2 separate regions of the Cydia pomonella genome follow, and region 1 is linked to region 2. The links are chromatin contacts, called in public Hi-C maps. All regions are on one chromosome and are shown on one strand. Each heading gives the region's core, a stretch centred on a gene start, on an enhancer-like site or on the middle of the called end of the contact. The rest is flanking DNA. Distances are from core to core; before and after follow the strand shown. Region 1 holds the start of LOC133517831 (vacuolar protein sorting-associated protein 52 homolog). Region 2 holds the start of LOC133517822 (COP9 signalosome complex subunit 8).

Evidence for each region. Hi-C and Micro-C count contacts between places; a contact is called where the count stands out from the background.
Region 1: a Hi-C map of whole body shows a contact between it and region 2, with 4 times the contacts expected there. The contact joins the promoter of LOC133517831 here to the promoter of LOC133517822 in region 2. A contact is called at or near these places in 2 of 2 Hi-C or Micro-C datasets (both in whole body).

Annotation. Positions count from the first base shown.
Region 1 is chr5:15,450,912-15,455,486 of ilCydPomo1, forward strand. It overlaps LOC133517831 (vacuolar protein sorting-associated protein 52 homolog), which reads left to right and starts at 1,660. Exons shown (of 7, transcript XM_061851276.1): 1 at 1,660-2,466; 2 at 3,579-3,724; 3 at 4,246-4,575. The coding sequence starts at 2,215.
Region 2 is chr5:15,236,501-15,240,679 of ilCydPomo1, forward strand. LOC133517822 (COP9 signalosome complex subunit 8) reads right to left here and starts at 1,719. Exons shown (of 4, transcript XM_061851258.1): 1 at 1,567-1,719; 2 at 1,385-1,455. The coding sequence starts at 1,620.

The DNA of each region.
Region 1 (4,575 bases), core at 410-2,909, 210 kb after region 2:
CCTAAGAAATGCTTTCAGGTCTTTGCCAAAGAAAAGGCAAAAGCACTCCCCGCCATTTTGCGCGTATTTGCGCGCCCGCGCCACTTAAAACTTTTTGCCTCTTGATTTTTTTTCCACATTTGCCATTTTGGCGCCCCCCTACCATTTGGCGTCTAAAGCGGCCGCTCTACTTCAACTTCAACATCAACATTTATTCAGCAAATAGGCCACAAGGGCTCTTTTACACATCAACATGGAATTTACTTACAAGCAAAAACAAGCACAACAATTTATTATAAAACACAATTCATTGAAAATATTAATGCAAACTACAGTATTATTGTTTAAAGTAAAGTAAGTAAAATATTATTATTACTTAGAGATGTATAAAGTCTCTAAATGTCGAATTACAAAAAAACTAAAATAATAATAATAAAAAACACAAACAGATACAAAAAAAAACTAAAATTAGTTAGAGATGTATAATATATCTCTAAATGTCAGAACTAAATTATTTTTATCAAATTATCTTTAGAGATGTTTAGAGTCTCTAAGAGTCAAAATTCCGTATAATTAAAACATTCATTAGGATAAAAGAAACATACGAGAACCGAATGAGGTGTCTCACTGTAATTAAAGTTAGCTTAAACAGACCAGAGGGCCTACCGCGAACCACGTTCGACGTGTTGCCTCTCTGTCGCACGTGTAAATTCGTACGTAAGTGTGACAGGGAGGCAACACGTCGAACGTGGTTCGCGGTAGGCCCTCAGTCTCCATAAACAGCACCCGTTCACGAGTATGATGCCCACTCGCTCTACCCTAGATCCGGCCCTGGATGTACCATACATGCGGATGTAGAACATACGCAATGCGACAAAATTAAAATCACGTTTTAACATTCCTGACAACATACCAAAAACAACCTACGTAATTTGGTCGGGTTCGTTGTTAGCCACCATAAAACGTCTATGTCACTTAAGACTTTTTCAAAATCAAATCAAAAAAAAAATCAAAAATATTTTATTGTATGGTTATGGGTTCTACAAAGGTCTTATTTTTAGAAGTAGGCATAAAGGACAAGTGACACTATGACAAGGACAAACAATAATAGCTCTTTTTCTGCTACTCCTACGGAAAGTTATCTCCCCCCTATTATTGTACCTATGGAAGGTAGAGTTAAGGAATAGAATCTCCAAAAAGTGTTCGACAAAAAACCATAAATATGTGGCATAAATACCTAGAATACTTGACAAAAAAATCTAATCATAGACACCACACTTTACCACACGTCAATAACGCCTAGGTTCTTAGCTACTCTAGCGCGACTCTGGAGAGATTTGGAACTATTATTTATAGCTGACAGCTGGACACTTGCAACAGTTCTGCCTATGGAGATTCTATTCCTTGTCTCTACCTCATAAGAACATGTTAAACTACTTTTAGGGGACCTGTATTGACCATATTTTTGTAAATATTGAATTTAAAATATCTTTTGGCACACGTCACGTAACCAAACTCGAAACGTCATTGAAGATTCTGATGACGTCACAACTCTCGGATTGACACTGTTGACAGTTAGGCGATAAACAACAAATGACAAATGTCAGTTGACAGTTCGTATCTCCTACGTGTCTATGTAGTTATGTGTCAAACCGTAAACTGTGACGTCACAAAATTTTCAAAGAGCGTTTTGGGCGCGAAAACATCTGTTAAAATATATTTTGTTAATTTAACATATTTAAAGCCGTTTTTAGTATAAAAGTTGAATTTTAGGGCAATTTTTAGTTAATATAGAACGTAATACAAGCGTTTCAAAAAATTGGAAACAACCCTATTGTACCTTTATGACACGTATTTTTTTTTTTTATTTGCCTTGCCGGGCTCTAGCTGATCTTGTTTTGATATACCTCCGTACCTTGAGAGCAATAAATTACTGAATTACTTGCTGTACAATCAAATGTACATTTCGGACCAAACATGTCAAGATGTCATTCCGAGTGACACTAATGACTGTGACAGTACGAGAGTACGACTACTATGAAAAATGACATATTACAGCTAACGTATGAACGTTTATACCGTTGTGTTATTTATTATATTACAAAATAATGTTGTATTCAATACAATTCAACTAAATTAAAACCCTCCAAATATCTACAACTTTACATTATTATGTCCTTTTGAATCAGAGTTCGTATTAGAAGAATAACACGCCCTACATTAATCAAGTCCACTATGTCTGAAACAAATCATATGAAAGATGTATTGGATAAGAACTTAGAAGATTTTGAGATTCAAGAAGTTCTCAACAATGGCACAGATCTTAGAGAATATGCTCTTCAAGTTGACAAAGGTATAAAGGAGGCAGAGAAAAACTCAGTGGCAGATTACTTGAAAGAAAGTGGAAACATCAGTTCGCTACACAACCAGATCGAGGAGTGTGATGGCATACTAGCTCGCATGGAGAGTATGCTGATGGTGTTCCAAGTATGTACCGTTAATGCTTTACTTTGTTAACACTAACACAAAAATGGTTATTTGTTTTACAAGGGGGCAAAGTTGTTTAAACTCTCATAATCTAATATTAATACCCGAGCAAGCGAAACATTTCTAAAAGCGGAATCTTGAGCGTTGTGAGGGTTTCAACATGTTTTACCATACCAACCCAAGGAAAATACTGACTGTAAAATATCAAACAAAATCAAATCAATTCAAAATGAATGTTATTAAATATTTATCATTCAAAATCATCATTTAAAAGCCAATTCTACTAGCCAACATAAGAAAATAACTCAACATTTCCATTTGATTACTTTGCCACACATGTGAATAAAATGCATCTTTCTCATCAGTTTTTGAACAATCAAGAGAGCTTTTACCAGCTAGTGTGCTGAAAATAAGTTTTCTATGAATGTTTCCTTAATTAACCAGATCAATCAACCAGAGCTTAAGTACAGCAGGTTACTTACCCACTACAAGCATAGCCGATAACATGCAAAATCCCATATTTAAAAAAAGCTACTACACTGGGACTGAATGTGTTAACTTGAAGTCTACTTACTAGTTCAGTAAATGAAAACAAAAAAAATCTAGTCAACTATATTACAGATGTGTTACACCTCTAATTAACTAGACAGCCTAGCTTTCGCAAAACATGAATTTGGATAGCCTGAGTATAGGTATGTATGGCAGCCTATGCCAATGCTCGGGATTAGTAGTCAAGCGGACCCCAGGCTCCCATGAGCTATGGCAAAATGCCGGGACAACGCTAGGAAGAAGAAGTCTGTTCTATCTAAAGCATTGACATAATATCTAAGGACGGGCCTTACATGCACTAAAACTGGTGCTAAATCAGTGGTGTCACTGACAAATTCAAGCCAATCATGCAGTGTAGCACAACTAGTTGTGACCAATTGTGCGTGATGCAAACTCATCAACCAATTGTGTTGTAGCATTAGACTGTACAATTCGCTGATTGGCCCCATTCTTATTGCCCTTCCTTAGATATATGTCAATGTATTAAAGGGTATGATTTTTTTTACTTACATTAATGCTAAAATATATTTAATGTTTTAATTTATCTTTTATTTTGGTTACAGAATGACTTGGGAAGTATTAGTAATGAAATCATCAGTTTACAAAAACGCTCTGTCAGCATGTCTGTTCAACTGTCTAACAGACAGGTTTTAAAAGGGCCATTATCATCATTCATCGAAGATATGGCTGTTTCTGAAACACTTATCTTGTAAGTATGAGACATGGCATCGAACTTTTCAATACCATACACTTCAGTATTTTTAATCATTAACAAATTTATTGAATAATAGTAATAAAAGTTTTTGGCAAAAATTTCGTTTTTGGTACAAGCTTTTATTGCTTTTACGCAGGCTTGCTAAACATAATTAGGTTGCGTTGACAGAGTTCCTATGGCCACCTCCTGCCTCCATCATTAGACCAGCTCGATAGTAACATATATTGCATTATCACTTGACTTACATGTGTATGCAAATTTTCAGCTCAATCGGAAATCGAGAAATAGGTCAAATGTAGCTTCCAAGCCTCCACACCCACACGAACACACTAACTAACCAACTAACATACATACTAACAGGGCAAGTTAAATAAAAGCTTGTAAAACTAGACTTTTAAGCACATGAAGCAGCTTTGGAGACAACTTGACTTAAAAGTTATTTTAGGGCCATTTTATTTTTTATGTACAACATATAATAAGCATAAGCCTTGTTATGACCTCATTACCCATTTCAGTGGCATCAACAATGTACCAGTTTTGGATAAGGAATTCATGATCCAGTTAGCAATTTTAAGCCAAAAACTCAATTTTGTTAAAGAAGAGGATTTTAAGGAAACCAAAGCCTGCCATGATGTAAAAGATGTCCTGGAAAAACTTAAAATAAAGGCAGTGGCCAAGATAAGAACATACATATTAGAGCAGATTTATAAATTTCGAAAACCAATGGCTAATTATCAGATACCGCAGAATGCTATGCTAAAGTATAAGTTTTTCTTTGAGTTTATATTAGCTAATGAAAGGAATGTTGCTCAAGAAATATGCAATGAGTACATAGACACCTTGAG
Region 2 (4,179 bases), core at 469-2,968:
GAGTCATAAAATATTGGCAAAGGTCTTTCGATTTGATTCTGATAAAGCAGTTCGGGCAGTACACCTTCCCAATACCACGCAATGTCCTTCATCGAAGATATGACCCAACATAGCACAGCTTTTGCGTAGCACAATTTTTTAAGACTCAAACATAATAATGCCTATTAAAAATCAAAAGAATTGTAATATAATAAACTAAAATTAACGATGTTATTTATAAGCAAAATCAATGAATATGATTGAACATGATAATTAAATTGCCATAGAAAAATTAGCGACAATCCTAAACAATATTTTTAAAAATTCATATCTCGTCACCCCTTCATTTTTATGAGCTAGAATTTAATATTCAGCTATGTTATGTGTTAATTCAGTCCATTAAAACATAAAATGCGACCATTAAGGCACTTTGCCACAAAAAAATATTTTTCCTATTTGGTAAAAACTTTAATTGTGTCTTAATGTACTGTGTTTTTTATGCAGTGTTATGGCAACAAACTTCTTTTTTGAGATCATATTTTATTTATTTGCATATAATGTACCTGAAAAAAGATATTGCATATTTATGGTTTCTATGGGTTTTTCTCGCAAATCACAATAACTCTGAGAATAATTATAAAAAAAACCTTTGCTGTTTTTGTCAAACCTCTAAAATAGTAACAGCTATCAATTAAACATATAAACCACACATGACCGCAATCAAGCCAAAATTACACACTGCTTATGTATAATGTATATTGTCACCTTAGTAGGTCAGTTTGGGGCTAGGTGAATCTGTGTAAGATTGTCCTCAAACATTTATTTATTTATTTATAAAATATATACATTATAATTACAGCTCTCAGTTTGAGAGTCATGAGGTATCCAAATCTCCAGGTGCTATAACAAATTACTACTAAAGTTGGTACCTTACATTGAAGAGTAATGGTGCTATTCATAAATGCGCTACAAGCCTCAATTAGCTATTGTTTGACTTAATCTGTCAATTAAACTTATGTATTTGTAAAGAGATACAATATATATTAACTAATGAAGGTGTGTTTTATGAATAAGGGTGTTGAAATAGAGTACTAATAAGCAGTGAGCTTCAAATTTTCAGACTGTTTAGCACTTTACATACTGCTCACGAGGACTAGGAAATCTAAATTAGCTCCACTTGTCTACAAATCATTTTAATGTGCCACCGCTACTAACTAGCATAAAGGTTAGTAGCCGAAATAAATAAAAAATTAAATATGGGATGTTCCAATCATAGAATTAGTAGAATTATTGTAGGTTGTCTACTGCTATAAAGATATACTTACATACTAAGATGAACACAGTTTTCATTAAGAAAAAACAAAACATGAAAAACTTTTAGAATAAACATTCCAACTTTACTTACAGATCATTTTGATACAAATAAATGACTAACAGCTGAGCATAAGTAGAAGGTGAAGCCACTCCAGTGGGAGCCTGAAATGATAATAAAGCGTTAAACTTAACTAATCCTTATAATTAATAAAGAGTAGAGCTAGGTTATCTTTCACCAAAAATGTATTCGCTTAGACTTGAATTCAATCTTACTTCTAATTCCTGTTTTTCCAAATCCACACAAAGTTTATCAAAATTAGATATCATTCTTAAAACTATATTGTCAAGACTCAATTCAATTTTGTTATGCCTCTAAAATAAATCTAGTATAAGCTTTTCTAGTAGTGAACTGTCAACACTGTCAACTGTCAAGCTGAGGCACAACCGTGCACAGATAACCAAAAATTATAACATAAAAAGCTTAAACGTAAAACTCTTCAGAGTGTACAATCAAATTGCCAATATGATTATAAATTAAATTGGAGATTTGTTTATCAATCTTTTTTAGCCGGATACAGTTTTAAGCTATAGCAGACGGGCGTACCGGACCGTGACTTAGATCCGGTCTGCATATCACGTTTTAACTTTTACTTAGTGCTGCATCATCTTCTACACGATCGAACAAGCCTCGGACCGGAACAAGGTCGCAGTCCGGTAAGCCCGTGACACCAGTCTGTTATAGTTTTCTGCGTCCGCACCGCATAATTTGGCGACTGGTCTGGCCTAGTGGGTAGTGACCTTGCCTATGAAGCCGATGGTCCTGGGTTCGAATCCCGGTAAGGGCATTTATTTGTGTGATGAGCACAGGTATTTGTTTCCGTGTCGTCGGTGTTTCCTATGTATTTAAGAATTTGTATATTATATATATACTTGTCTGAGTACCTACAACACAAGCCTTTTTGAGATTACAGCGGGACTTAGTCAATTTGTGAAAGAATGTCCCTATAATATTTTTAAAAAATGTGCGAAAAATTGTCCGGTCCAGACGGGACATTTACACTCAATCGATTAAATTACCTGAACCAATCAGGTGGTGTGGTCACAAATATGAAATTATATTCAGTCAAACAAGATTGTCAGTAGAGAAGGCGCGTATTTCAAATTTTCTGTGAGACAATAACCTGCTTTTTCGCCGTTTTTTCTATTAACGGTTAAAGATTCAATTTTTAGATTTTGACCTATCAAATGGAGATGCAGACATAAGAATATCAATTTTCAGGGGCATTTCTTTATGCTGAGCGCTCAAATTTCAGCAAAAGTCTAAAATTGGTGATTAAATTGTGTACGTGTGTTCGCTAGATGAGATTAACGCCATTTTTTTTCCTGATCGGTCATTAAGTCATTCCGTCTGGACTGACCTTTAACCTATAATAATCCATACTAAATCAAATATTTTTTTAAATTTCAAATGTTGTAAACGATGTGCTGATATTTGGTGAAACGGAAAAATGTTATTTCTCGGACCCGAAATTGATCTGATATCGACCACTCACGGACCACCACACGGATCACTAAACGTCACATACGGTGATATGCATGATCTAAAGAGAACTAGGTATATCCGCACACAAAAAATGCATGTATCAAAACCTTGGAGGTATAAACAAAAATTTTAAATCCTCCAAGATCAAAACTATCAAAACAAATTTCTTTTCATCTCTCTTGTTCGGAAAGTGTGATTTTCATGAGCAGATAGCCGGGTGGAAAATAGCTTCTTCCACCCTAGGGTGGAAAGTTTTTTTTTTAAAGTTATGATGAGCAAGCTTATAGCCCCCTCCAGACTATGCGCGTGAATCGCGACGCGACTTCGCGGAGCGAACATACCGCGACGTTGAGGTAGACTCCACACTCGCACAACTTCACGGCGATTTCGCAGTTTGGTTCGCGGCAAGATGGCGCCGAAGCGTCAGCTGATCGGATTTAGCTTGCGGGAAGGCACTGATTCAAACTGGGAACTGTCAAATTGATTTTTTGTTGATCAAGTTCGCACCCAATATAACTAAGTAACTGCCATAGAAGGTTATGACAGTTTAACTGAGTTACAGATTAACCGACTCGTGAGCGAATCGCGGCGCGAAGCGATCGCGATCGCGAGTGTGGAGTCTTGCAAGTTCGCGCTTCGCGTCTCCTTTGACGCGGGCCAAATACCGACAAATAAAGGCGCGAAGGCGTGAACAATCTGAGAAATCGACGCGAGGGCCATCCACACTAGCGTTCGCGGCTTCGCGCCTCGCTTCGCGCACGAGTGTGGAGGGCCCTTATGCTATATATAAAATATACCCAGTGTGTACCTCCATTCATTTAAGGCGATACAGACACCTATTGCAATCTCTTTCTGTCTCTTGAAAAAAAGCTATTCAAATCTTGTATGTCTATGTTCAAATCATTCTACTATTCCCCTCATTCACAGTGGTACAGACACCTATTGCTATCTCTATATGTCTCTTAAAAAAAATAGGTATTAAAATGTCTGAAACCGTACCGAATTTATCGGGATTGTATCAAAAATCGTTTGCGATTTGTTGCATGTGTTTACTTTGTTGTCTATAGAGTAGAGCCCATTACACTGAAACTTTTTAATTGGAAACAAAATCATACAAAAGGCGGGATAAAACAACAAAATTGTTCAGTTCTGAATAAAATTGGATTTATCGTGCGATTCCAGCGACGAAGAAATTAATTCAACTCCCGAATCTATACAAGTAGAGGCGAAAACGGCGATCGATAGTTTGTTACCGGAATGTTCTAAGGAGAAATACATGAAGATATACGACCACTGTATAAACTGGAGAAGCGCTAAGAAATTAAAGTCGCTGTCGCAAAACC